Regions from separate parts of the Mus musculus genome. Here all the other regions are linked to region 1. A link is a contact called in public Hi-C, capture Hi-C and promoter capture Hi-C data. All regions are on one chromosome and are shown on one strand. The core of a region is the stretch at or near the end of the contact, and the rest is flanking DNA. Distances in the headings are between cores, read along the strand shown.

What was found. Promoter capture Hi-C pulls out the DNA fragments that hold promoters and counts their contacts. Hi-C and Micro-C count contacts between places; a contact is called where the count stands out from the background. Capture Hi-C pulls out chosen DNA fragments and counts their contacts.
Region 2: a contact with region 1 is called in a promoter capture Hi-C map of the HPC-7 cell line. The contact joins the promoter of Clec4e here to the promoter of Foxj2 in region 1. A contact is called at or near these places in 4 of 39 promoter capture datasets (the HPC-7 cell line, embryonic stem cells, macrophages and 1 more), 2 of 115 datasets of contacts at active chromatin or transcription factors (the HPC-7 cell line and bone marrow-derived macrophages) and 1 of 9 other capture datasets (macrophages).
Region 3: a capture Hi-C map of macrophages shows a contact between it and region 1, with 3 times the contacts expected there. The contact joins the promoter of Clec4d here to the promoter of Foxj2 in region 1. A contact is called at or near these places in 8 of 39 promoter capture datasets (the C10 cell line, the HPC-7 cell line, HPC-7-derived erythroid cells and 5 more), 4 of 484 Hi-C or Micro-C datasets (the HPC-7 cell line, bone marrow-derived macrophages, myeloid progenitors and 1 more), 4 of 115 datasets of contacts at active chromatin or transcription factors (the HPC-7 cell line, bone marrow-derived dendritic cells and bone marrow-derived macrophages) and 3 of 9 other capture datasets (adipose tissue, embryonic stem cells and macrophages).
Region 4: a contact with region 1 is called in a Hi-C map of the G1E-ER4 cell line, with 2.5 times the contacts expected there. The contact joins the promoter of 1700063H04Rik here to the promoter of Foxj2 in region 1. A contact is called at or near these places in 1 of 39 promoter capture datasets (pre-B cells) and 2 of 484 Hi-C or Micro-C datasets (the G1E-ER4 cell line and erythroblasts).
Region 5: a capture Hi-C map of macrophages shows a contact between it and region 1, with 2.6 times the contacts expected there. The contact joins the promoter of Clec4a2 here to the promoter of Foxj2 in region 1. A contact is called at or near these places in 1 of 39 promoter capture datasets (neutrophils), 1 of 115 datasets of contacts at active chromatin or transcription factors (bone marrow-derived macrophages) and 2 of 9 other capture datasets (liver and macrophages).
Region 6: a contact with region 1 is called in a promoter capture Hi-C map of adipose tissue. The contact joins the promoter of Mfap5 here to the promoter of Foxj2 in region 1. A contact is called at or near these places in 3 of 39 promoter capture datasets (embryonic stem cells and stem cell-derived epiblast-like cells), 1 of 115 datasets of contacts at active chromatin or transcription factors (memory CD8 T cells) and 2 of 9 other capture datasets (adipose tissue and pancreatic islet).

The regions. Positions count from the first base shown.
Region 1 is chr6:122,818,286-122,822,992 of GRCm38.p6, reverse strand. Foxj2 (forkhead box J2) reads right to left here and starts at 2,809. Exons shown (of 11, transcript NM_021899.3): 1 at 2,023-2,809.
Region 2 is chr6:123,287,495-123,292,201 of GRCm38.p6, reverse strand. It overlaps Clec4e (C-type lectin domain family 4, member e), which reads left to right and starts at 2,331. Exons shown (of 6, transcript NM_019948.2): 1 at 2,331-2,490; 2 at 3,213-3,308. The coding sequence starts at 2,454.
Region 3 is chr6:123,259,575-123,264,281 of GRCm38.p6, reverse strand. Clec4d (C-type lectin domain family 4, member d) reads right to left here and starts at 2,175. Exons shown (of 6, transcript NM_010819.4): 1 at 1,920-2,175. The coding sequence starts at 1,947.
Region 4 is chr6:122,389,062-122,393,768 of GRCm38.p6, reverse strand. It overlaps 1700063H04Rik (RIKEN cDNA 1700063H04 gene), which reads right to left and starts at 2,390. Exons shown (of 2, transcript NR_152109.1): 1 at 2,238-2,390; 2 at 1,082-1,745. RefSeq lists an enhancer at 1-1,164.
Region 5 is chr6:123,121,188-123,125,894 of GRCm38.p6, reverse strand. It overlaps Clec4a2 (C-type lectin domain family 4, member a2), which reads right to left and starts at 2,579. Exons shown (of 6, transcript NM_011999.4): 1 at 2,226-2,579; 2 at 809-925. The coding sequence starts at 2,307.
Region 6 is chr6:122,510,894-122,515,600 of GRCm38.p6, reverse strand. Mfap5 (microfibrillar associated protein 5) reads right to left here and starts at 2,017. Exons shown (of 10, transcript NM_015776.3): 1 at 1,869-2,017; 2 at 1,201-1,260; 3 at 218-253. The coding sequence starts at 1,258.

The DNA.
Region 1 (4,707 bases), core at 1,560-4,059:
ACGTCAGAATTTCAAACATTTCCCTTGAGTTCATCCGCCCAGTACTGACTGCGATCGGGAAGCCTCAGAGGACGTAGAAAAGGGGAAAATAGTCACCTGTCTTTCAGGGGATTTTGGTGCAGTCATAAGATACCGTCCCTAGAAAACAATACACTCCAAAGCACAGTTAATGCAAGCAGCCCCTCACTGACTACTGAGAGGCATGAGAGTTACGGAACTTGTCCCAGCAGAGCCAGCTGAATGGAGCAGTCTGCCTGGAGCAGCGACACCACAGCCCACACTGTGCCCCTCAGAAGCTGCACTCTAGCATCTGATAAAGTGCTTTGTAAGGAACAGACCACTGCCACGGCTGGCACACCTCTTTCAAAAGTGGGAGAGGCGGTTCTAGACCTGGAAGTTAAGGACAGGACCGTCATCTTTTAAGACTGGAGGCACCCACGATGAAACTTTCCTACCAGTCCTGGAAGAAAACAGGTCCAACCTGGGAAAGGCCTGCCAAGCAGCTTGGGGTGACTTCAGGAGGGGGTCACGGGAATTCCCCCTGGTGGGTGAGGGGGAAAGCTAGGCTTTCTCCCAACTGGTTGTCTGCACGCTCATCTCTTCTTGGTTTTGGCAGAGAGTCTCCTGCTTCTCCAGGCCTGCCAGAAATGATTCTAAGGGATCAAAGCACAGTCTAAAAAAACCGCCAGGATAGTCTTCTCCATGTACATACTCAAAACCCAGACAGCAAGCCACAGTCATTCCCACTGGGGAACATGTACATCATTCTACAGGCCAGCCATTGAACCTGTGGACCACAGTCCTGTTTCGGCGCATCACCACGACAGGTATCTTCCAAGGATCTAGTGGACAGGCAAAGACTTGGATAACACAGGCAAGCCACCCATGGCCCGTATAGGGAGGCAGAGACTGAAAACCTAAGGGGAGGAAGCTCCACACAGAAGACGAGGCATGGTCCAACCACCAGACAGGAAGTGCAGGTCTCGAGCTAGTGACCTCGGGTGAAAAATCAGAGCTCTGCTACAAATGCCACTCTGGCTCAACCAGGAAGATTTCTTAGCACGTTTTCTCCTGCTCTTTCTAAAGATTTTTGATTTTGAAGAAAATTTTCAACACAAGGTTCCTGGGACCCAGAACTAAACGAAAAAGCAAGAAGAGAGATGATGAGACCAGTAGGTGTTTTCCTGGAGGAAACTCTAAAATAAACTCCTCAGAGGTCAGACCTCCCTGGTGGACAGCTCATGAAGATAGAGGGACGGGTGGAAGGAAGCTAGGAAGCACCTTCTTCTCTTCCTCCATTCAGCTGATTTTTCCAGCGAATGGCAGGACACATGAGGGGACTAAGGCAGATTTGGTATCTAGGAAGACTCCAGCCCACCAAGGTGCATTGCCCTGACAGTTCCTTCTCATTCCAGGACATGTGCATTCGCATTTCCCTTTGGATTTTACACAGAGAGGCAGATATCCAGCCTGAAGTAGGGTTGTCAAAAGGGGCCTCCCTCCTGGTATCCAAGACAGAGTGGGCGGGGACCTGTCGCCAGTCAGGCAAGCAGTCATTGTAATAGACTGGAAAGAAGACGTCTGTTGAATATTAAACTGACTTAGGCATGCCCTGGACGATACAATACAATCCATAAAATGCCCCCACGACTGCAGGTCATTTACTGCAGGTCCAGTCACCAGAGGACAAGACCCAAAGATGGACAGTGCTGTGGGATTCTGACTGTGCTGTGTCCTGAGTTACTAACACCATGGCGTCCTGAAAACGCACCTGTTGTCTGTTCTCAGTCCAAAGCATCAACTTCTCTAGGGGCTGCAAATGACCCAACCCTTTGGACTCCAAAATCTTAAAAGGCCATTTCTCAGAGTCTCTGAAGCAACATGTGGGTTCCAGTGCAAAAGTTCCATCGGAAGACATTTCCCAGGGGTCTTTCTTCTTCCCTTCGAATGAACCCTAAGCTCCACCATTTCCGCTCCCCACACCTCCTGGTGTCTAAAGACTACAGAACGGAAAGCACTAACCTGTCTCCAAGGCTCCCCCCGCCGCTGGAGGAAACCACCTGGTACAGAAGTTTGAGGTTGCAGGGATTCCCCTCTTCAGAGGCAGGTGACAGGTGGCATCCTCAGTGACTCTTCCAGTGCCTGGCGGAGCCTCCCAGGCTGGAGCAGGGAACTGAGTCCCCTGAGGAAGAGGAGTCGAAGGAGGAGGAGGGGGAGAGGGAGGACCTACCTGGGGAAGATGGCACACCCCCCACCCCCTGCCTGCTACCCTAGGGAGGAGGGGAGGAGCCTCTCCCAGCCAGGAGTTGTCTCCTCCCCTTTGGGGGAATCCCCCTCCCCCCCCAAACTGGATCTTTCAGGGGCTGAGGGCTCTTTCTGTCAGTTGGAGATCTGAGTGGAGGGGCTCTGCCCCGGTCCACTGTCTAGGTGCACGGAAGTTGAGGGGCGAGGTCTTCTACTCTCCAGCAAACTGGAACCAATTCCTGGCGGTTCCCTGGAGGGTCCTGGCTTGTGCGTATCAGGACGCCTCTCCGCGGTGAGTCCCGGGTGGGATGCGGGGTGCCTACTCCACAGGCATGGCTCCCTTTCTCTCTGCCTCAAAAGTCCCAAACTGTCTGGAGTGCGCTGAGGCGTGAGGGAGGTCTCACTCCGGGTCCTTCAGGTCTCACTACCCTTCCCGACTTCTGGGGGTCTCCGCTGGAGCCACCGTGGGAGGGACAGCCGCGTGCCCTGCGGCGATCTCTTCTGGCTGTCCGGGGAGTAGGGAGGGTCCTCCCTCCCAAGGGAGAGGGAGCAGGTCCCGGCACAGGGTGTCCCGAGGGTGGGGTCCTCGCACTCCGGCTCCCGCCCGCCTGGCCGGCCGGCCTGGACAGCAGGGTCCCGGAGGCCGCGGTCCGGGCTCCCGTCACCCGCTGCCGGGCGGCAGCGCCTCCCGGGTCACGTCCCCCGTCCGCCGCGCTTCCCGGAGCGTGGGGCTCCCCGCGCTGCCACCTCTGAGGCTCCGACCGGTCGGGGCAGCCAGGAGCCGGCAGGCGGACGGAGCGCGTCGGGGCTCGGCTCGGGCTCGGCTCAGCTCCGCTGCAGGCCCCGGCTCCTCCCCGGCCTCGGCGCCGCGCTCCGCGCCCCTCCCCCTCCCGCCGCCGCGGCCGCCGCCTCCCGGCGCGGGTTAAGGAGGAGCGCGGAGCCCCGCAGCCCACGGGTCGCCGACCCTCCGTCCCGGGCACTGGCGATGCCAGCGTCCACGCTAAGGGCCACACACACCTCTCATTGTGCTGTGGTCTACGCCTAAGACAAGTATTCCCAGTTTTCTCAGAAACGCATTTGATGGCTCCTCTCTTTCTCTTCCAGACAGCTTATAAAGGGTTATAGGGCCGGGCGTGAAGTTAAAGTTTACTCTTATCCTGGAGGTCAGTGAAAGATTGGATCGAGGATGTATAAAAAGATAAATGAGTCTGTTATAGAGAAATGAGCATCGGGAAATGGGGTCTTGTGTTAGTTTCGGCTCTGCAAACTTGTGCAAGGCCCTAGTTTCTGGAAGCATAGCCTGTGAAGAAGGGACTATGATACTCTGGCCTGCCTACTAATATGGATGTCGCAGTCACCAAAGGAAATGATTTACGAGTTGCTTTTTAAAATGGTCTAGTACACAAAGGGTTCAAAGCATGATTATTCATTTCCCTTATAAAATGTCATTTTTTTTTACCTTTGTGCTAAAGTCAAGTGACATTTCTATAGACTATGTTATCCTGAGTGCCACAGGGAGATAGAATGGGCTCTCAGCACATCCCTCTACTTCTTACAGAATAATCTCCATCCTGGGACAGGAAATAGAACCAGGTTAGCCCATCTCTTACCTCCCCAGTCATGCTATTCCAGTACAAACTCTTAGGTATATCACCCTCTGGCTTACTTTTCTCCAATTGTGTTCTATTATAAAATGATAAGACAAAAGAAATTGTTCACTTGATATTTGAATTGCTCAAAAAGATGACAGTTTGATGACTCCCTGTAGAAAGAGATGTCATTTGTCTTCTGGCTAAATATATGCCTACTGCCATTTACTTACATTCTTGTACATATAACCACATTACACATACAACGTCTGCATTAAGGCTTCACACTCTCCGTGTGTTATCACACTTGATTCTTACTGGCAATTCCATGCAGCAGTATCAGGCCTTTAGAGTGTAACTACAGCTTGAAGATATTGTTTGTGTCTGAGTTCATGTAATTCGCACCATTATGCAATTCGTAGTGTTACTTTGTGTCAGGTGTTGAACCCAAATGGCCTTAGAGCCAGGGTCTAAACCTCTAGTACATTGTTGGCTTAAACTGGGAAAACATGTCATTCTCAAATTGCCAGTCAGTGAGCCCCCTAACAAAGCCTCTTCCCTCCCCACACTTCCAGTATCCATGTGAAAAGATTCATTTCCTCCAGCCTAGTGGCACCCACTTGTGAGTATCTTGAGTTCAAGGGCAGCTAGAGGAGGATCTTGATTTCAAGGGCAGCTAAACTATATCATGAGACCCTATCTGTAAAAAGGATAAGATGGGGCCAGGCTTACAGCCCAACTGGTAGAGGGCTTGCCTGGCAAGCATGAGGCCCTGGCCTCTATCCCTAGCACCACAAAAGCACAACCCTATACAATGGCAAGTATTTATGGTCCCAACACTGGGGAGGAGAAACCAGGAAGATCAGTAGTTCAA
Region 2 (4,707 bases), core at 1,082-3,581, 470 kb before region 1:
CTTCAACTAAATTATAGAAGAAAACTTCCCTAACCTAAAGAAAAAGATGCCCATGAACATACAAGAAACCTAGAGAGCACCAAATAGACTAGAGCAGAAAAGAAATTCCTCCTGTCACTTAATAATCAAAACACCAAATGTTAAAAGCAAAGAAAGAATATTAAAAGCAGTAAGGGAATCATGTCAAGTAACATATAAATGTAGATCTATCAGAATTATACCAGATTTCTCACCAGGGACTATAAAAGCAAGAAGATCCTGGGTAGATCTCATACAGACACTAAGAGAACACAAATGCCAGCCCAGGTTAAGATACCCAGCAAAATTCTCAATTACCCTAGATGGAGAAACTAAGATATTCCATGACATAACCAAATTTACACAATATATTTCCACAAATCCAGCCCTTCAAAGCATAATAAATGGAAAACTCCAAAACAAGGATGGAAACTACACCCTATAAAATCACTGTCCAATGCAGGAAAATAATCTTCTTTTTTTATTTTTTATTTAATTTTTTATTAGAAATGACCTAAGGAGCTGAAGAGGTTTGCAGCCCCATAGGAGAAACAACAATATGAACCAACCAGTATCCCCAGAGCTCCCAGGGACTAAACCACCAACCAAAGATTACACATGGAGGGACCCATGGCTCCTGCCACATATGTAGCAGAGGATGGCCTTGTTGTTCATCAATGGGAGGAGAGTCCCTTGGTCCTAAAAAGGCTTAATGCCCCAGTGTAGGGGAATTCCTGGACCAGAAAGCAGGGGTGGGTAGGTTAGTGAGCAGGGGGAGTAGTGAGGGAATGGAGTTTTCAGAGGGAAAACCAGGAAAGGGGACAACATTTAGATGGTAAATAAAGAAAATATATAATTTTAAAAACAGAAATAAACCCAACCAAGGAAACAAACATAAAACTCTACAGTGAAAACTTTTAGACTTTGAAGGAAAAAACTTAGGAAAAAGACCTAGAGGATAGCAAAACCTACATTGCTTATGGGTTTCAAAAGTTAGTCTAGCCTACAAAAAGAATCTTGAGACACAAAAGACCAATGATACAGAAATAAAGTTTTCTTTTGGCATGTTTGTCTGGAGTATCAGGTCAAGGATTTGGTAACCCCATGGTTTGGATCTTGGAAATGATGGCACACCATGATAGAAGTCAAGAAACCATTGAAGACTGAAATAGTTCAGACTCTTTCAAAGCCACTGAAGCTATGGCCATTTCACAAGAGCTCATCTCTATACATCCACAAAGCCTCTTCTCTGGGGAGCAAAGCCTTACATATGAAATTTCAGTGACAACTCAACCAAGCCATATCAATTTTAAAATATGCTTCAAGATACTTGAAAAAAATCCACGTGTCTGTAAAATAAAAAGTTCTGAGGGAAATTTCCAATCTGTGGAAATAATAGAAAGTTTCCTTGAGGCAAAAAAAATATTGTGTAGCACATAGGAAATCTGGCTCATCAAACACGGGGATTACCAAGTCATATGTGTAGCACTTCTATCTCCTGACACTCATAACCTCAAGACAGCTGATACTAGTGTGACTTTTACAGACATTAAAGAGTCTTTAGAAAACTTGTAGGAAGTTAAGGAAAGACATCCTATATCAAGCTCACATTCCAGACAAACACTGAGTTCTGTCTAACTGAAATTGCTTCTGCTGACACTCAAATCTGTTCCTCCTCTAAAATTTCCAAATAAATAAAAAATAGAATTAAAGTACCTAATGAGTCCTTAGACATTGTGTGTCAGTTTAAGAAACTGAACTGACTCACAAAGGCATGTGTGGCTGATCTATAAAACAGTCCAGTGGATAGCATCTTGGTAAAGGGGTCAGATTCCACACAGTGAGCACCTAAGAGCTGGTAAAGGAAGAGGAACAGAAAGGACCTAAAGAAAACTTTCATTGCCAACTTGTAAATATGCACATTATGTTCCCAGCTGTGTGGTGTGGGCAGAGATAATTTAGAGGCTCTCAGCCTCCTGTCTGTGAACAAATGTATACTTGATAGAAACAACAAACAAACAAAAAACAACAAGAATTCAGAATGTGGTACTGAGGCACATAGTGCCAAAGGAAAATCGGGACCAAGTTAGACTTTGAGAAAAGTAAGGCATTTACCAACTAAAATAACACAGATATATTTTTCAGGCCTCTCTGCCATTTCTCTTGATGCTTAGCATATACTTCATCATTTCCTCTTTTGTGGTCTGGAGTGAGAATTGGCGTGGTGTCCACTAAACTCCTTGTCCTTGTGCAAGAGAGGAAATTCTGACTTAATTGCACATCTATAAAGCACGTTGACATACTGTGCTATCCGGTCTGTTAGTCTTGAACTTTTAAAAAGAGGGCCAAGGATTCACCATTCAAGACTCACTTTCCAGGGGCTCTTTCTAAACTGAGAAGAGAAGGAAAAGGAAGAAAGGCAGGAAAAAGGAAGAATGAATTCAACCAAATCGCCTGCATCCCACCACACAGGTACAATCTAGGCATCCTCCTTGACTCTCTTAGAAGTTTGCCAAGGGCTAGGGTGATAGAAAAGCACTTACTGAGGTGGAAACAAAACAAAAGAGAGGAAAGGTCAGAGCTCTTGCTGAGGAGTCTGGGAGAAGGGGCCAAGGGAGGTGGGAGGAGCTTGCCTGCTGACTGTTTCTACCTTCTGTGATACTCTGAATGTCTTTGAGCAAGTCCTTCACTTCTGTGGAATTTACTCGAATTGTCTGTAAAATGTATATCTGGCATAAGAAAGTACTTACTGCATGGCTGCCAACTGTTTGGTCTAATTTACAAAAAGCTTAAAAATGAAATGCTGAGAAGAGCCCAGCAGGAGAAAGACTAGAAAGGCAAAGGGAGAAAGTGAGGTAAGATGAGAAGAGAAGAAAGGGAGGAAGCACGGAGGGCAGTCCTTAAAGTGCAGAAGCATTTTAAATGGGGAGAGTAGAAATGAAAAGCTCAGACTTCTTAAGGTGTGGTTTCCAGGCTAACATCGGCCGGAAGCAGAGGCTTCCACACGGCTCGCCTGGATTGTTAGCTTTCTGGGTGAGGACCAACAGTCTCCAGAGGGCACGGATGCATGGGCAAGCCTGGGGACTGGTAGATATGAAATGAAAACAGGAAGGAGTAAAGATAAAGTCAACTCAAATCTCGTTCGTATATTGCTTTGGGAAGATCCACTGTGTATTTTATCCTTCTTCCTACAGAGAGAGGATGCTTCAAAAACTCCCAAGTGCTCTCCTGGACGATAGCCGGGGCCTCCATCCTGTTTCTCAGTGGCTGTTTCATCACCAGATGTGTCGGTGGGTTCTGATGATCAGATTCACTCTGTCTCTCCATGGCAAACACTAGCAGTAGATTCTTGCTTGGTGCATCACTTTTCCTATAAAGAGGCTTTTTGGTTTTGTTTTAATAAAGTTTTGTGCATGCTATATTTAATTATTCTTGACCGACTTTGTTGTTTAACAGTTTCATATGTGTATATAATGTTTTCCATTACTCTTTCTCTCACACCCTCTCTTATGTACCTCCCTTCACTACTAACCCCACCTGCTTCCTTTCTCAGTTTCATGAGTTTTAGTTAGTTTAGTTTAGTTTAGTTTAGTTTAGTTTAGTTGGGTTTAACATGGGCCATCTGTATGATCACAGAGGGAGGGCATCCATTGGAGGAGGGCATCCATTGGGGGAGAACATCCATTGGAGGAGGGTATCCATTGGAGGAGGGCATCCATTGGGGGAGAACATCCATTGGAGGAGGGTATCCATTGGAGAATGATAGGGTCATTCAGAGTACACAATTGAAAGGAGCAATTTCCCCACTCCCTGAATCTATCAATAGGAAGCACTCCAACAGAAGACGTACCCTTCTCCAACCATTCTTTGGCAAACCCAGCACAGGCCTGTTGGTTTGTGATTGTAATAGCTGTGTCCTCTCCAGAAGATGCCGTTTTCCCAACTATTCGCCTTTTATTCAGGCTATTACATTCTTTCCCTTTTCTGCAGTGTACCCAACACCATAAAATGGGTGATTAATATCTGGTTTAGAGATGAACACTATCCATTATTTATTCTCAGCACCTTGTGTAGTCCTGTACTTCTTCATCCTCTGCCAGTCACCACCATGACAGGCTCTGCGATGGAGGCTGCGCTGTGTTTATTCATCTATGGACATAAACACAAATATATAAATGGCAACTTGACACTATATTAATTTGCGCTTCCTGGTTCCACCTTTCCCCTCAAGGTGTCCCGATGCTGCTGGTACACTGGCTTGGAGAGGGCTGGGCAAAGTCCTGAAAGCGTGGGGTCCACAGTCTGCCTCTTCCCTTGGCCCTATCAGTCGCTGCTGCAGACTGGGCTGAAAGATTGAAGCAGAGTCTGGAACAGGCAGGATCCCCATCTGGTTGGGATCAAGTCGGCTATGTGTGCGTGGAGAAGGCTTTTGCTAAGAATCTTAGTGTTACGGGTCTGACATCTTTAATGAAGCAGCTCTCTGAGACAATCTTAGCTTGTCAGTATTTTGTGGGAGGTGGATTTGAATGCATAGACTTTATTCAGGATGAGCCAAGGGTTATATAGTTTTGGAGAAGAGCATGAGAATATCCAGAGAAGGTAAAGGTCATTGGCTGAAAGCTACGGCTACTGAAATGCCTCATTTTTATGGAGAGGTGTTCTAGGTGCTGAGTCCATGACTGACCACGT
Region 3 (4,707 bases), core at 926-3,425, 440 kb before region 1:
TTCCTCTGTGTGTGTGTGTGTGTGTGTGTGTGTGTGTGTGTGTGTGTCTGTGTATGTGTCTGTGTGTGTGTGTCTGTGTGTGTGTCCATGTGTGTGTGTCTGTGTGTGTGTGCACGTGCGTGTGCACGTGTGTCCTGGTGCACGTGTGGAAGTCAGAAGACAACCTGTGGCAGTTTGTTCTGTCCCTGCACTGTGTGGGTCCTCAGGCTTGAGGCAGGTGCCTTCACCTACTGAGCCACCTTGCTGGCCCAGCATTTATCCATTTGTAAATGCACTACATTTGCTGTAACAACTTCAGTCTAGAACTCCATGACCCAGAAATAACTGAATTTATTTGTATAAAAAAAATTAATTCTTGCACTGTTTTTTCTGCCAGGTCTGGTGCAACAGGAATATAATGCCAACTACTCAGGAGGCGAGGTGAGAATTACAAATTCAAGAGCTACCTGGGTTATGAAAGGAGTTCAATTCTAGCCTAGGATACACAGTGATAGTCTGTGAAGAAATTAAAAATAAAGAAAGGGCTGGGTGTGTATAGCTCAGGGTGGAGCACTTACTTCTCTAGCATGTGGTAGACACTGCTTCCAGTCTCCAACACAAAATAGTAACCAAAAACAAGCAAGCAGAACACACACACAAACACACACACAAACAAACAAGAAAACAAAACAACCAGGTTTTTTGATAGAGCATGGTCCTGGTGAAGTTAGCTCTAGTAGACTGGTGAGATTAAGCAAGATTTAAATTGTAAGCATAATTTAACATTTTCCAATGTATTTATTACTATAACATCTTTTATTTATTACTTGGTAATTTCAAACATCTAGGCACTGTATCTTGATCATTACCATCCTCAAGCTCCACCCCCATCTCACCCTCCCCCTCCCATCCCCAGGAATCCCCTACATGTTCCCACTTCCCTTTTCACGTTCTCTCCTTTGCTGCCTTGTCTCTGTAATCCACTCAGTCCACTAAGTGCTGTCTACTGGAATGTTGACTGATCTTGTTAGTTTAATCTTATGCCAAGTCTTGTGCAGGTGACAATAGCTACTAGGAGTTCATGGCTGCAATGGCCATGTCTTATCCAAAAGATGTATCAATAGCTTGCTTATAAGTAATATAATATAATTACTATAATAAAGCATTATTTCACAGTCTCACAGTGCAGATCCAGTAGCATCCTTTAAATCAATCGGGAAACCAGGGAGAGTCTCTGGCATACTATGAGCCTACATCTATATGTTCTATGTACTATTTTTCTCTCTTCTTGTCAAAGGAATCTTCCAAAGTATTTAATTCTCCTTTTCATTTTATCTCATTTCTTTTTAAAATATACTTTATCTCCCCTCTTGCTTCTATCTGATTTTAGGATCTCCTTTCCTTGGTCTTAGCATCTGTTACACAGCTTACCAGGAATCAGCCATGTCCTTTGTCTCCATCAAGGCCATCCTCATTGTGTTCTAATACCCCTCTTCTTAAATCTTTACACTGCCATCAATTCACATTTTAAAATTATAGTCATGAGTACTTAATCTAGTTAAATGTGAAAAGGGCTGAGCATGATCACATATCAACTAAAGACTCAGCCCTCAAAAGTTGGAAGAAAGGAGGTCAAGTCTGAGGCAATCCCAGGCTACACAGAAAATTCAAGACCAGCCTGTGCTACGTAACAAAACTTTATCTTGAAGAAGGAAGAGTTAAGAGAAAGAGGGGCGAAAGACAAGGAGGAAGAGGAGGACCATGGGAAGAAAGGAAGGGGAGAAGAGAAAGAAAGTAGGAGGGGGAAGTGGATGGGTGGATAAATGATTGATAGATAGGTAGATAAATAGATAGATAGATAGATAGATAGATAGATAGATAGATAGATAGACAGACAGACAGACAGATAGACAGATAGACAGATAAAGAGAGAGACTCACATTTCATTTGGGATTCTTCCAGCCACATTATGTGTGTCAAGAGATTCCAGTCTGCTTTTTACTTCTTGCCCAGAGTGTATATTTCCATCACAAGTATCTCTTCAGAAACATTTAAGATTGGACATCAATACATCTGTCTTATTCTGGTAAGATCAGTAAGTGTTCAGTACAAGAGAGCCAAGTGAAAAAGAATAAATCTTAAAAACAGAGTTTCCTCTAATGTACTAGAACACAGGGAGCAAAGAGGAAAAGGAAATTGAGAAAGCAACCCCAAAGCCAGTAAAAACTTCCAGAAGTGTGTCATGTAAGATTTCTCAATGTGTTTTTGCTACTCATATGTCATGTTTTCAAAGGTAGTTTGAGGTAAAATGAGGCTTAGAAAGTTCTCTAGCTCAATGAAATATGTCCAAAATAACAATGAACAAAGCTTTTAACATAGATTTTGTGCACATGGTGCATGTAAAGACATGAAATCCTTTGCTTTAGAACAGAGGAAGAAGTTGGTGAAGCCACTGATTAGATTTCAACATTTTCTCAGGTAAGTGAAAGTAGGCTTGTTACGGCAAAGGAAGAAAAGGTTGTATGATAGACACTATTGTGATCTCTGGTTCCACCTACAGGATTATTAAAGAATGGACATTTGTGTTCCTCCAAACTTTATTCGTTGAAGCCATAAACACTTCTGTTGGTGTTTAAAGGTGGAACCCAGGGAGGTCACTAGAGTTAGCTAAGTTCGTAAGTGGGGAGTCCTTATGATAAAACTACCATGCTTAGAACTCTGTCTCCTCTCACCCTCGTCTCATCTCTCTCCTCTTTCTTCTCTCTTCTCTCCTCTCTCCTCTCCCCTCTCCCTAGTCCCTTCTCTCCTCTACCCTCTCCTTACTCCTTCTCCTTTCCCCAACCCCTTCTAGAATACTGGGACACAGCAAGAGAGCAGCCTTCTCCAAGCTTAGAGAAGGGATCCCACCACAAAGAGACCTTGCACATATAGCCCCCATATATTCATGAGAATAAATATATACCATGCATCTATAGCACTGTTGTTGTGTCTGAACTCAATTATCATAAATACCCAGCAGCTTAGAAATGTTTCTTAAAGTCTATTGTACAGCATATAACACCTTTCCTGATTTTTTTTTTCCTTAGCGTCATAGGAGGCTTGGAGAAAGTAAGATCTGAGTTCTTATTGTGTATTATTCTTGTGTCAAAATTAGCAAAGTGATGGGCCTGTTGGCTAAATTCCATAATTTTCCTAGATAACAGACAGCAAGTTTATCAAGGGGGAAGCAGCAACAAAATCAGAAACAAAACTGAAAATCAGATTCTAAGCTAAGAAATCTTTACAAATGGTAAAAGGCAAAATGGACATCTTGATAGGTCTCCAAAAACAAATTTAACTTCAGTTAACAAAAATAATTTATTTCATTATGACAATGAAATATTTGATTATTATTTGAATGTATAAGGCTCACTATGGATTCACAATTATTCAGAGAATAAATAATTCATATGTCATAAAACATAAATAAATGTTATAGATGTCATCCGTTTTCAATGGATCTCATTCATCAAATAATTATGATTATGCACATTAAAATATGTATTATTTTCTTAAATGAAGACTACATACATATTTCCAGTATAGCTATATAGTGTTTTGTTTTTGTAAAATTAAATAACAGATACAAGAAATTATAAGGCAAGCGATTGTGGGCAGATGAGTCCATTCTGTACTCAGAACAGAAAAGGCCAACATGTGTAAGCCATTACACCTAATAACAGGAAGAGGAAAAAGCCAGGCACCCACACATAGTGAAGGTTCATAATGTACAACAAAAGGGAGTCAAATACATTCATCAGAAGAGTTAACAATGCAGGCTTTCCTCCAGAAGATAAATCCCCAATGTGGCCCTCTGGGTTGTGGCCTTGTGGTTTGGGAAATTGGCAATCAGTGACGCACATAACACGAGCCGGTCATGCATAAGCACATCATTGTGGAAGAGACAAAAACTGCTAAGTCATCTAAGAAATATTTGATTGTATCATCACTACATTATTTGGTAAGCTATTGAGTAAATAGTGGTCCCAGGCTCCAGGTAAGATAGGTTTCTAGAGAGAGCTGGGAAAGGATACAGAGGGTGCTAGAGGTGGGGCAGGTATAGCTGCTGACAGATTGGCACAGGTCTGCCTAGGTGAGAAGAACATATTCAAGCAAGCTCTTATTGTGGGTTTCATGGAGAGGAGCATGATGGCAGTGGGAAGGTGGTGGTTTGTGTGTTAAACACTGTGGTGTAGAAGTTTCTCAACCATTTGCAGGCATAGCAAGCAAGCCAGTATGAGATATGCTGGTTGCTTCTCTGTCAAGTAAATAGAAGAAGTAAGTACATATGTTTGAAGTTAATTCAAAATTGTTTCACTCATGAGTTAAAATTGATCATGTGATGCTGGTACTTTATAACACGTTTATATGTAGTGTCTACTTGTGTAATTATTGAAGTTGTGTCAGCTGTTTATGTTAGTGTTTGGGGAACTGCTGTTTCAGTCTGGTTTGATTGTTTGCTTTGGAAGTTTTTTGGTTTTTTTGTTTTTTGTTTTTTTGCGGGTGTTTTTGGGTTTTTGTTTTTTGTTTGTTTGTTTGTTTGTTTGTTTTTGTTTTTTTGACACAGGGTCTCTCTGTGCCAGAGATAAAGCCCAAGCTGGTTTAATTGATAATATGCCTGTCCCTAGATCCTGAGTGACTCTGGGATTATAGGTATGTCCCATCACACTCAGATCTTAAGTATATACA
Region 4 (4,707 bases), core at 1,141-3,640, 430 kb after region 1:
GTAGAGCTGCTGTTCGTGGTGAGATACAGACATAGCCCCTAGGGAGGCCCCAGAGGAAAGAAACTGACTTCTGAGCTTTGAGGGGTTTTCTGTCTCTTCATTAGTCACCAGGGAAAGGAAGTTCGCAGATGGAGGGGCAGAAACACCTGAGGGTTAAAGCGAAAGGTGAGTGCGTATGCGTAGTCTCAGGGAAAGCGATGCTTTACAATCCTAGATAAGAGTTCCTATGCACAGAGACAACTGGAGGAGAATGCTAACGATAAGGAGCGACTTCGAGGCAGTGTGGACCCCGAGGCCTCAGCAGACTGAGCAGAGCAGAGGTGTGTGTAGAATGGCTTGTGTAGGTGAACATGTGGCTCTTGTTTCCGCCATCTCTCTTCTATTTCCGGCCTGGAAGGCTCCTGCTCTCATTGACCTTCACCTCCAGACCGCCCCCGCCCCCTTCCCTCATCATCCACAGCCCATTTCCCAGCAGAGCTGTCACAGCTGACGAAATGCAGTTCTTCATGGAGATGTGCTCTGGCAATCAGGTGAGAGGGGAGTAGAGAAGAGTAAAAAAATGAGTTGGGCCAGAGCAGCGGTGGCGCACGCCTTTGGACCAAGCATTCGAGAGGCAGAGAGAGGCGAGCGGATCTCTGAGTTCGATGCCGCCCTGCTCTACAGAGCAACAGAACAAGGAAGCTTCAGGACGGCCAGGGTTACAAAGAAAAACCCTGTCAAGAAGGGGTGGGGGTGGAGGAAGGAGTTAGGTGAAGAGAAAGATCTCGTGTGTGTTCCGGAGTTGGAGGCAAAGCAAGTTCAGCGCGCAGTGTGGAGAGAGCATCAAAGTCGGTTGTCACACTGTACCTGCCGTTTAGAAAATCTTTGGTGTTTAGATCTATGCTGAAATCTCTTTCTCCACCACCCCCATCGTCCTCCTGGTCTCCCCCCTCCTGCTCCTCCTCCTCTTCCTTCTCCTTCTCTTCACCCCCCTCTCGACACCTCCTGAAGTCATGACAGAGCTAGAGGTGGATAAGATGATTGTGAGTTCAGGACTTTAAAGAATGGTCAAATTCTGAGGACCCAGTGACTAACGCTTGTAGAAAGCATAAACATCTTTATTTTTAATACATTTGTGGCTGAGCTAGCTAGACCTCATTGGGCACATTGACGCATCATTTGTTGGTCTCTATGGTCAGGACATGCACTTGAAAACTTTACTAGATGCCAAAGTCAAGAAGCCAGGAGATGGCAGTTGCTACCCTCCACTCGACAGCACTGCCACTCAGGGAGGTAAGCTGTGGGACCCTGGACCCTGAAAACCAGCTCTGCTCTCAGACCGAGTCTGCCACTTCAGATTGGTTCTGTGTCGTAGATGCAGGACATTTCCAGAATATCTCTCCAGGAAGAGCCTTTGAAGCCTGGATCCCGTATCTGTTCAGTCTCTGATCACAACTCTTTGTCCGTACTTCCCCGGTGGCCTTTCTGACTTCTCCTCTCCGTGGCGGTCCTTTTCTTTGTATGAGTGAGTTCTCTGGTTGGCTCTGAATTTCTTACCAATCTCCCAGATCATAATGGGAGTCTTGTTTTCCTGTATTTTCTTCTTAGCCTCGTCAGCAGATGGCGGTATTGCCCCGAAGGCTGGGTTGGCATCGCTATCGCCATCGCCCGCAGACAGAGGGCTCTCAGAGGACTCCAAGTCTTTCCCAGAGACCTGGCTGTGGGAATTGATTCCAGTAAGTTTCATGTAAGCGATGGGATAGAGTCTGCAGAAAAGTCAGAATCGTTTTTTTTGGAAAATCTCAGTGTCAGGAACTCCTCCCCCAGCCCCACCCCCGGAGAACAAACTACACATCCACGAAGCGCACGCACACTGCATGTTCACCCTAAGTCCACACTGATGCTTAAAAACACTGACTACGTTCCCATTTTTGACAAGCCAAGAGCCACATAATCGTGACACCCCACCAGCCACATAATCGTGACACCCCTTTTCTCGGGTGCGGACGCCTCTACTTTTCCTTTTGCAGATCAGTCCTCTCCAAGGCGCTGCTGCTCCCCCCACACCCAGCAGACCTAACTTAGATTCTTGGGGATCAGGGTGATCCAGGCCACAGTTCCCGGTGCCATCACTGAGCGGAAGGCTGTGACAGTCTACAACCTCCCATTCCAAAGGCTTCGCCTGGGCTGACTGCTTTCTGCCCACTCTTGGTTGACCTGACGCTGCTTTTACTCAGTCATTCGTGGGGAATCCTTACTTCCACCGTCTTCAGTTATCTAAAGGACTGCATCGGGATGAGAATGGGGATACTAGAAGCTGTGCAGCCCTGGAGTCTCGGGCCCACACCACAAGGCTGTCCCTAAATTGGAAGCATACGGGACTTCCCTGGGAGAGGCCATGTTGGCGTCTCAGGCCCCGAGTTTCCCTAGCACTATCTTCTATGCTCACACCACCCTTCTCTCTCCACCCCTGCCCCCTCCCACCTCCCTTCTTTCCTTCCTTCCTTCATATGTAAGTTGAGCACACGGCTTCAAGCCCCCTAACCAAACGCTCTACTTTTTTGTTTGTTGGTTTTAATTTATATTATTCTTGGACAGTTCCATACATGACTACATTTTTATCGTTCCCACCTCCCGTTATCCTTTCTCATCCCATTCCCACCTCCCAGCCTGCTTTTTATTTTGAGATGGAGTCTCCACAAAGCTGCTTCCACTGGCCTTGAACGCACTCTGTAACCCAGCCGGGATTTGGGTTCGAGCTCCTGACCCAGCCTGCTGAGGAGTGTTTACAGGCCCGTGCTGTCATGCTCCACTTTCCAGAACTTTATCTCTTTAATCATTCGGGTTCAGACTCACGTGATCGTGAGTGCCCGTAGACTCATGGCCAGATTATCTGGCCTCCAGCTGCCTGTGCGCTGATGGTGCAAAGACCTGTCAAGCTGGGGAAGCGAGGGCTGATGGGCTGGGAAGCCGGCAGGCTTGGAGACCTCCCTCCATGTTTCCTGCTCCATGTGCTTGCTTCTGCTTTCCTCCCGTTTATTTCCCTCTCTCCTTTCCTTCCGAGGCTATGTGGTAAGTAAATGAGCAAAGACTCAAAAATGATGTCCAAACAAATCCATCCAACCTGGAATATCCTGAGGGTGAAAGGAGAGCTTTTGGTACTTATGACAGGACAAGGACTCACCACAGGACAGGTAACTAGTCTGCTTTAATGTGTTTACCCATTTTTAAAAATATTTTTTATTTATTTATTTTTTTTATATGTAAGTACACTGTAGCTGTCTTCAAACACTCCAGAAGAGAGCATCAGATTTCGTTAAGGATGGTTATAAGCCACCATGTGGTTGCTGGGATTTGAACTCAGGACCTTTAGAAGAGCAGTAGGCGCTCTTAACCACTGAGCCATCTCACCAGTCCTACCCATTTCTTAAAAAATATTTTGTAATAGTATCTTCTAGTCTCCTGTTGTAATTGTTGTCTCTGAGGCTTACTGTGTTAACTTAGGCCTAGTCCTGGAAGCTTCTAGCCTCTGTATAGTCTTATCTAGGCCTAGAATGTTTCCAACCTCTGAGACTTACTGCTGAGTGAGCTCACCCTTTCTTTTTTCTGTGGGAAGCCGTTGCAGAGTGGCAGTTGCAGAGTGGCAGTTGCAGAGTGGCAGTTGGCTACTGCTGGCCACCACACATACATAGGCAGTGAAGGTTCTTTTGCCAAGACAAGTTAACCAATCAGATGTGAGATACACCTCTCCTAGGCCTATGTAAGCAGCGCCAGTTCTGGGCTCAGGGTCTTTCGCCTCTACAATCAAGCTCTCCCAATAAACGTGTGCAGAAGGATCCTGTTGCAGCGTCGTTCTTCCTGGCCAGTCGAGCGCGCGCAAGATTTTTCTTTTTCTTTTTTTTTTTTTTCTGAACTCTATTGAACCAACTGAATTGCTCTGCTTGACCTCAAGCCAACTCTGGCAGTATGTTCTAATCTTCTGGCTTCTTCTTATTCTCTGGCTTGTTCTGTCTTCAGCTGTATCTAGCTTGTTTTCTCTTTAACCTGTTTCTGTAAAACTCCTCTCTCTCCCCCACCCCCTCTCTCTTCTCCTCCCCTCTCTCTCCCCTTTTTCTTTTCTGCACTTCTCTCTTAAGTAGGCTCTCTTTCCTGTCTGTTCTCCTGAGAGTTGGGTGTATCCTATTCTGTCAAATCTTTCTCTGATTTGTCACTTGGTCTGCTATTCAATTAGGCATCACTTTCAAACATGGGCACTGCCTTCCACAAACTAACTTTACCTTCATTGTTTAGGATTAAAGGTGTGTACTAAGGGCATGTCTGAATTCCAGCCAGAAGGATGAAATGTGTGCTAAGACTGAGCCACACCACAACTAGAAACAGCTTTTTCAGCAAATAAACCAATCTCAAGGTTCACAGTGTGATCAAATATATCCTGTAACAATGTTTGTTTGTTTGTTTGTTTGTTTGTTTGTTTGATGTGTATATGCCTGGTGTGTGTCCATGTGCCATGTGCATACAGGATCCTGTGGAGGTCAGAAGAGGATCCCTGGAAATGGAGTTATAGGTGGTTGTGAGCCACCATGCCCATATTGGAAATTGAACCAAGGTACTGGACAAGAGCAGCCAGTGATCTTAACCTCTGAGCCATCCTTCCAGCCCCTATACTGAATCATTTAATCTTCATACCAACCAACTGGCTGTTCTCTTGGAGTAAATAACTGCCATCAA
Region 5 (4,707 bases), core at 1,330-3,829, 300 kb before region 1:
CAATGTTGCAGACCCCAGTTTATTTTCATCAGATATAGTCTTTTTACATAGCCCAGGCTAGCTCCACACTTACTGTCCTACTATCTAACATCCTAAGTAGCTGGGATAATAAGAGATTGCCGTTATATTTAGCTGACACTGATTCATTAACTTTCCTCTACATTTCTTGAGAACAGAGTCTGTGTTCTTCCTGGACTTGGTCTGATACATCATCTGTAATACATTAATGTGTGCTATTACTATATTATTACTATTACTTTATTCTGAGTGTGCAAATAAATGAGTAAAGCATCCTAAATATGTGACTTTTCATGCATTTTTTTAAATTTTTCATACATTCTCAAATCTTTGATGAACAGAAATCCACCCATTTGCTCAGGTTGCTTTTAGATTTCTCATAATACTGGACAAGACAGAAGCAGCTAGGAATTAGCTGAAGAACTCTTCTTGGACAATTTCTTCCTAGCTCTTTCTTGTCTACAAGCTCACATTAGATGAAGGAGCCCTATACACATACAGTTTGACACCTTGCTGCCAATGAGAAAATGTAGATTTGACCTCCCAGTCTAATAAAGACAGCCCCACACAGACACTCACGAGTGTGATTTAGTTTCTATACTGAGAGTGGACTCCATTTTTCCCCAATAATTAAATTTAAGGACAAAGGGGAAGTCACAATAGAATCCCTTGTATTAATTTTCCATGAAGAATATTTCTTCTTCATATTTCCATTAAATGCCAACTGCTAGAGTGGAACCTCTCTTCATCTAAGGCAGACATGGTCCATTGATGTGTGCAGGATACTTACTGATAAAAGCAACTAAGAATGTGATTGCCAGCAGCAGGAGAAGTAGCATCAGGGATGTAAGAAGCAGTGAGGGGGAACCAGGCTTTCTTAGATCACGGATAGGTTTCTCTCTGGGAGCTAGAAGGAGAAGCACATTCATTTCGTGAGAAGTAAGTTTTATCTTTGTTTCTTCTTTTCCACCCTCCTCTTCTTCATTTTCCTCCATGACACATAGTTACTAATAGCAGAAACATTTAAAACAATAAAAAATGCACAGACTTATACTGTTGAAGTAACCGGTATTAATATTTTGAGATTTGAAAAAATACTTTGAATACATATATGTGTGTATACTTACATGTACACATTTATACAAATATATGTAAATATATATTACAAAAATACTTTATTAATGTTTTTCATAGAGTGTTTTGTTTCTTTGTGTGTGGTTTTGGGGGTTGGGTTTGTTTTTGTTTTGGCTTGTTTGTTCATTCATTTGTTTGTTTGTTTGTTTGTTTGTTTGTTTGTTTTTGGTGATGAAAGGTATAAGAAGCTAGTGTCTCTCTATGTAGTCTTGGATGGTCTACAACTCATTATGTAGACAAGACTGGCTTCAAATCTCCAGTGATCCTCCTGCCTCTGCTTCATGAATGCTGGAATTAGAGCACATGTGAACCTTTTAGCAAGTGTTAAAGTACGTATATATAATATGTTTCTCACATGATAACACAACATAAACATTGCCACCTGCCCTACAACTTTTCTTTGCATCAGTATTATAAATATATTTTCAGGTCACTGTACTTTCATAGTGTTCTTTACTGTGGTTGCAGTACTGTATATTTAAATCACTTCCAGACTATCCAAATATTAAAGACAAATATATAATAAGAGATAAATATTTCTAATCATAGTCCACCTCTTGAGCATAATGTCAGTCTGATAACCACTCTCAAATGGCTGGAAACTTTAGCGGAGCAACTGCCTATTAAGTGAGAGGTTTTGCTCTGATCTATCGTATAAAAGAAAAAAAAAAGTTCCTTCAGGATAAAAGCTCCAAACACTGAAACAGTTTTCATGAAGTTACAAAATTCTGTCAAGCGTAGAGGGGAGAGCTCACTATTAAACAATATGATTTAATTTTCAGAAAAATATATGCATTTATGTTCATTTATATAGAGCAGGAAATACAGCAAGATTCAAGGTATAGTTTTTGTAAATAACAAGAAAAAAACCATGCCAAGAAAGCTTTTCCTTCCCACTATACAACTCTACAGCTCTTCAAGTCAATTTACAGTTAAACAGCTGAGACTCCAGTAAAATACCAGATGGGAGCACTCAAAAAATCATTCACAAATACCACCTAACTTTGAGAATGACATTTCCTTTATCCTCCCATCTACATTAAGTACAGACAGGGATTTCTGTTTTGTTTTACCTGCAGGAGATTCTGAGTAGGTGTGCAAGGAGTTGGATTCATTCTTGAACTTCACTTCTGCATAAGTGATTTCTGAAGCCATATCAAGAAAAAATCTTCCTCCGTCAGAAGAGAGCCTTGTTCCTTCTCTAAGGCTCTATAGTATATGAGAACCAATCACTGTGATAAGTTGTCATATTGCACAGTTGTATGAAAGAAGAGACATGTCTCACTAGGATAAACGAGATGAGAACAAGAAACCACAGCATAGAATCACCAGGGCGAGATAAGGGAAATGCAACCTCTTAACATAAGAAAATAAGAATTGTAGCCCTCAAACCCACTCAGCAAGATATGCAAGTACTGCAAAGTGGGAACTCAAAGGGGGAAGGAAAGAAAGAGGAAGGAGGAGAAAGAGGAACCATGCTATTAGAGAACCCTGTTGTAAAACACTCTGCAGCACACATAAATTCACTCACTTCTATATGCAAATGTGGTTTCTGGAAAACCAGACAACATAAGCAAACTCTTAAGGCACAACGATGATTTTGACTGAACAGGAAAATTTTGATACCACATTGTAGTGGACCATTAGCCCTCACCATTGTGTGGATTCCCACTTTTTTCTCAGCTGCCACCAGTGTGGGGAAGGCAAAGTTCACATTCTGTTTCTTCTGAAGTTGCTCCTCTGAGCACTCTGCCTCCTGCCATAGATTCATAACTACCTGCATGGGGACTCTCCACTCACTTTGCTACTGGACATGCCCAGAGCTCCTGAAACAGCTCTGGATAGTAGCAGTGGTTGGACTCTCTCCTCTCCTTGTGCCTCTCTTCCCTTACTCCCAGCCCTCCTCAGCTCATGCTTTAAATGTTCACTGCACTGTTGGGAATAGTTGAGAGAATAAAATGGATCACAGAGTACAAGAGGGGACACTTACTTGAGCTGCTGGAGATGGAATCATTTGAGTCACTCCCACAGACATCTTCCAGCTCACAGCCACATGCTCAGCCTTCAGTTCTTCCAAAGACTTCCCTTCTTTGAATCTCCTCTAGCTACTTCCATGTTACACTACACATAACAATCAAACAACATGTGCATGCATAAGACACACAGAGAGAGAGAGAGAGAGTTTGTATTTACTGGTTTTCTTTTGCTTTTATATCCAAACATGCTGAAAACCATGGGTTAACACTATTACCCCCATTTTAATGTAAAGCCACAGGTTTCGTTTTATTTCCAAAATTTGGCATTTCTAATCTACATCTATGAGTAAAAACAAATCTATGCTCATTATCTCTATCTCAAACTCCCAAGTGATAATCTCTTGGATGCTCCCATCTCTTTCCCACAATGTTGCTCACACTTCACTTAGAGGCCTGTACTTTCTGGGTGGACTCCAAACCTCAGGTCAAGCCTATGTCCCCTAAGCTGGATGTGCTCTCATTCCTGGTGCTGATCTCTGGGAAGACTCCACTCAGCCTCCCTGGGTTTTAGCACACCACCAAGGTCACCTTGATGGGCAGAAACTCTCAACACCCTGGAAGGTACCAAGCAGCGACACAGAGATATCCCACCAAGCAGACAGCATTCTCACCTCACGATTCTCTGAAAGTGACACCATTTCTGCCTTCTGTGCATAGATACACTCCTCATCCTACTTGACTGCTAACACCCAATGTCAGGCCATCCACAACCAGGCATGGATATTCTCGTTACCTTAATAGACAGTAACGTCCCACAGTGAGTTTTCCACCATGCACACTCTTTACCCATGCCTGGTCTACCCTCTGCAAGGAAGCTTGTGGTGAGAATTTTGAAATTTTTACTTCTTTTAAAAAACATAGAAATATAAGAATATATTTTCATTCTGAATCTCAGGTGCAGCAACCTGTGCTTGTTTCAGACTTCCCACAGCAGCTGACGATAATTAACCTCATGATCTGGTGGCGGTGTGCTTATTCCAGTTTCAGAAAGTTTCTGCAATTGTGTCATGTTTGGAATCCTGGGAAATTTTCAGAGAGTATATAAATTCTAGAGCCCCGATAGGCAGAATTGGTGGTTAGTGGTTGTGAGGGGGAGGGGTTTTCAGATTATTAGTAGTCATGCTCAAAGAAGAAACAAGCAAGAGATTAGATTCAAGGATCTCTATCTTTCTCTTCTTTCTATCTCTCCTCTTTCTCCTATCTAGTTATATGGGGGTGAAATGATGAGGAGCAGAGATAAATGGTGGGAAAAGGTGAACCCAAAATGTAACAACAAATGGCAACTCAGCCTGTAGCTCAAAATTTAAGGATAAAATGAAAATTTTGATTTCAAGTGCCATAAAAGAAATGTTGGGGGGGGGGGATATGGGTATTTAAGAAGCCAGCAAAACGTTTATTGCATCTACTACTACTGGGGTATCTCTACTTTACTCCCAGAGGGATTTCTCTTATTTTTTCTTTTCCTTCTTCATATATTTTATTTCAAAAAAGACTTGAAAAACTGGCTGAGGAGTTAGAA
Region 6 (4,707 bases), core at 768-3,267, 310 kb after region 1:
AGCATGGGCCACTACAACCAGCTCTAGAATAGATTCTTGACTGTTTGTGTCTCATGAATCCCTGGCTGGCCCCGAACTCCATCTGCTTGCCTCTACTCCCTGAGTGCTGGGATTCAGGCATGTGTCATCTTGCCTGGCCCTAAAACAGATTCTCAGTACTGCTTTATGTAATCCTGGCAAGAACCCCAATTGAACCCATAAGGAAGACTTCACCTACCTCCGCGTTGACCACTGACCCCTAGGGGTAGCCAGTCTGTCAAAAAGAAAGAAAATGGATATAACTCCAACTTTCTCCACCACAACACTTTTATGAGATGAACCAGAATACAATGGAGATATTGTTGCATATCGTCTTTGTGATTTGTCTTTGTCCCTATATATTTCCACACAAGAGCACAAGGCTATGCACAAAACTAACCAAGCATTAGAAACCACGCAACAAAGACAAGTTATGGAGCACAAAGCCCACTGTTGCTCTGCCCTGACTCAGGTCCCCCTCTTGATCTCATTCCCAAGAAGGGCCACAGAGGAACCCGGCAGGCTCTTTAGCGTGTCCTGCCCGGGCCCACAGCCCCTGAATCAGCTGCACCACTGGGCAAGCCAATTGTGGGATTGCATCTGGCAGAAAGAGGAGGGGGAATACAGTAGCGTTTCTTCAGCATCCAAGATTGCTTTCTATAGCCAATCCTTTAGCTGGATTCTATGCTACCTGCGACGACTGCACTCCTTTTGTGCGTACACGTAGCATATACTTCCATCATGTATGTAAATCTTTGTGCGTCCGCCGGAGCAAGTGTTAGGTGGTCTTTCCCTCAAGGGGCTTAAGGGGATCCAGTTTCCCGTATGGTGGTCTCTGTAGGTGTATGTAACTTCTTGTTCCTTTGGTATTTGCTGAGTCATATATCAATATGCAACTCTTTTCTAGGGATTAATAAGTGCTTGTATTGTAATTTCACATCATCTTAACCACCCTTAAGTCCGAGGCTAGCTCTCACCACCTGCAAACTCTCACCTTTGTGTCAACACAAGACATCTCTTGCCACGCCCCTTCAGTCTCAACCTCCCATCTAACCCATAGCCCAATGCCACGCCCCTTCACTCTCAGCCCCACCCCCATCTAACCCATAGATAACCCCATGGGCATGGAGAACCAAGAATCTGATGTGTTAGGGAAAGAAGAGTCAAGACAGAAAGACTCACCAGAGGGGATGCTGATTGCCAAGACAAGCAGCAAGGCCTTCTGCCCCAAGAACAGCATATCTAGGAGATGGGTGGAGGATGGGAGAGAAGCAGAGACCATGATGCCGAGAGATAGCAACATCTCACGTCTGGCTTGCATCCCCCTCTCCCATTTTCACTCCGGAAACCTTGCTTTCTTTGTACAGCTCAAACCCTTCCTTTTCTCTCATCCGACATTCATGTCCCTCTGACTGTCACGACCATCATTCTACAGAAAATATCTTTTTAAATTTGAGTTGTTTAGTTATGCTACCCAGGCTGGTCTTGAACTCCTGGACTCGCTTCACTTCCCCCACCCTCCACCCCTGCCACCCCACCGCCACCCCACTCTTCTCAATCCACCACCTTTTAGCTTGGAATGCAGGCATGTAACAAGGAGGGAGGACCTTTGGTATTCTAATTAAGGCATCCTTGGCCCTGCCCCATAGCCTCTTTCACTCCTAATATCTAAGCTACCTTTGGTGCATCTGTGTCTTTTCCAATATCATCTGCTGATCTCGGTGTTCCTTCTCCTTTGAGTTCCCCACATAATGGAGAGGGCTCAATTCTAAGTTAGGGACATTCTCCACCCTTTAGCACACACATGCACACACAGACATTCTCAATGTATAGTTTTGTAAACAACTCACTGTCTACAGAGCTGCGATCTGTCTGCCGGTGGCCTCTGGCTGCTGAGTGTGTCCGTCCTTCTCACGCTTCTCTGCTGTTCTACTTGGGCTGGAGAATAAGATGAACACAGCCACACCCTTGGAAAGACTTCACATTTGGCCTATTCTAAAACAATGAAGGGGGGGGGCAGAGCAAAGAGGGAGAGAGGGAGGAAGGAAGGGAGGGAGGGGAAGAGAGAGAGAGAGAGAGAGAGAGAGAGAGAGAGAGAGAGAGAGAGAGAGAGGCGTAGAAAGCAGTGTTACAATAAGGCTGGAATGAGAAGGGAGATGGGAATTTGCAGTCACTCACACCCTCATTCCAAAGGTTATGACCACACTGGAGAGGGAGCTCACTGCTCCCTCGAAGGGCCAGGGCCGGCCCAACATCTGCTCTCCTTTCATCAGTCCACTTTCCCTGTCACTGCTGGGCTCAGCTTGCCTTTCTGCCTCGGGTTCCTGTCCCCCCCAAGCATGCTCCCCCTAATCTCACTGGACTCTGTCTCTGTCTCTCTGTCTGTCTGTCTCTCTCTCTCTCTGGCATTCTTCTCTATTTGAATCATTACTCGTTTCCCTCTCTTCCCCTTTCTTCCCTCTTCCCCTGTGTCCACCCCTCCCTGCTTCCTCCTTTCCTTTGTATGAGTTAGGGTTGCCCAGGTTGGACAGGCTGACTGCAAACTCCCTATGCTGCTGGTGGTGTAAGGATGTGCTTGCATGTCTGATCCTCCTGCCTCTATTTCCCAGGCATGGGGCGCTTTGCCTAGTTTGTGGAGTGCTGGGGATTAAACCCAGGGCTCCATGCCGGCCAAACCAGCATCCTAATGAGATACATTGCAAGCCTCTGTCTTCCTGGCTGGCCTGGAGCTGGTCATATAGCCCAGGCTAGCCTCCAACTGTGGTTATCTTGAGCTTTCCATGTAGTGGGATTATAGGCTTACACTACCAAGTCCCTGGTCTTCGTGGGTTTGATATTTTATTTAGCACCTAATTTACAAGTTTCTACTAATACAACTTCGTGTTTAAAAGATTAAGAATCTTCCTTTTTACATTTGAACCATCCTAACACTAAACATCTTCTAAAAACAAAACAAAACAAAACAAAACTTTCACTTGAAAAACAACAATGAGAAGACAGCTGAAACAAACCAGAACTTCCTTTCATACAGGTAACATGAGGGCCTAATTCACTTTTCCTTTTAAAAGCTTCTGAAGACAGCAGGGTCTTTAATCTCAGCACTTGGGAAGCAGAGGCAGTTGGATTTCTGAGTTCAAAGCCAGCGTGGTCTACAGAGTGAGCTCCGGGACAGCCAGGGCTACACAGAGAAACCCTGTCTCAAAAACAAAACAAAACAAAACAAACAAAAAAGAGGGGTGGGGGGTGGGGGAAGGCCTTGGACTGAGCATGGCAAAGTGGCAGCACTCAGGAGGCAGAGGCAGGAGGATGTGAGGCCACCTTGGTCTGCTGTTGAAGTTTGGTCTGTTGCCGTGTATTGTAAATCTAAATTCTGTACCAAAAGGTTTAGGCCTATGAGTGGTGGCTTCTCCGGTTCACAAGCTTTTGTTGCGCAAACCTTGCTCCTTAATTTAAGACTTTTGGTTAAATAAAATTGGCTACAGTCAATTACTGGAGGGATTACAGGTAGGTGGGTTTGGGGTTACCTGGTTCGAGAAGAGAGGAGAGGCGAGGAGGAGAAGGAGGAGGAAGGACTGGGAGAGAGAAGGAGAGGGGAGATGGAACATGAGCACTTGGCCAGGAGAAACAGCAAGTATTTGGGGTACACCACTAGGGAGGTAGCCAGGTCTACCTAGTTAGAAGTGTCTTCCATGGTGGCCTTGTTTGGTGTGACTTAACTTTAGCTTTGCTTTCTCTTCCTCAAGAAGTGTTGTCAGGATGTGTGTCCTGGGATAGAGGGTTGTTTCTCTACAAACTTTTTTGTAGGCTGGATACTATCAGACATATCAATTTGTTTTCTTTTTTGAGACAGGGTCTTTCTACTCAGCCCTGGATGTCCTGGAACTCTCTAGGTAGACCAAACTGTTTTTGAACTCCCAGAGATCCTCTTGTCTCTGCTTCTCAAGTGCTGAGACTAAAGGTGTGCACCCCAATGATAGCACAGTAAATATTGGTCTGTTATATGCTCTGTACAAAGTTTCTCTCATCGGAATATTTGATATTTGATCCTTATCGTCTAGCTGTTCTTTTATGTCATAAAGAGCGTCACCAGTTGGGAAACCTTTAATATAAACATGGGTTTCTTTGTTTGTTTGTTGTTTGTTTAATGTCATTTTTATACTTATCAGTCACTTCAGGGAAGAATCCGTTTGGAGATCTTCTGATTTTAGTTGTTTGCACTGACTTCTGTGAGTTTTGCCCTAGATTTGCTCAGTGCTTGCAAGATTAAAGTCATTGTCACATTAAAGTATAGAACTCACTCTAGACCAGGCTGGCCTTGAACTCAGAGATCTACCTGCCTTTTCCTCCAAAGTTCTGAGATTAAAATCATTCGCCACCACCATCCAGTTTTTTGTTTCTTTGTTTGTTTGTTTTTAAGATAGGGTGTCAAGCCGGTTGACTCTAATGGTACATGCATTAATCTCAGCACTAAGGAGGCAAAACAGGCAGATCTCTGTGAGTTTGAGGACAGCGTTGTCTAAGTGGGTTCCAGGACAGCCAGGGCTACACAGAGAAACACTGTCTCGAAAAACAAACAGAAAGGGTATGTTGTCACTATGTAGCCCTGACTGGCCAGGAACTCCTGCCTGGGCTTTCCCGAATGCTGGGATAAAGGAGTGTTCCACCCTACCCAACACCAAGGTCTAGTCT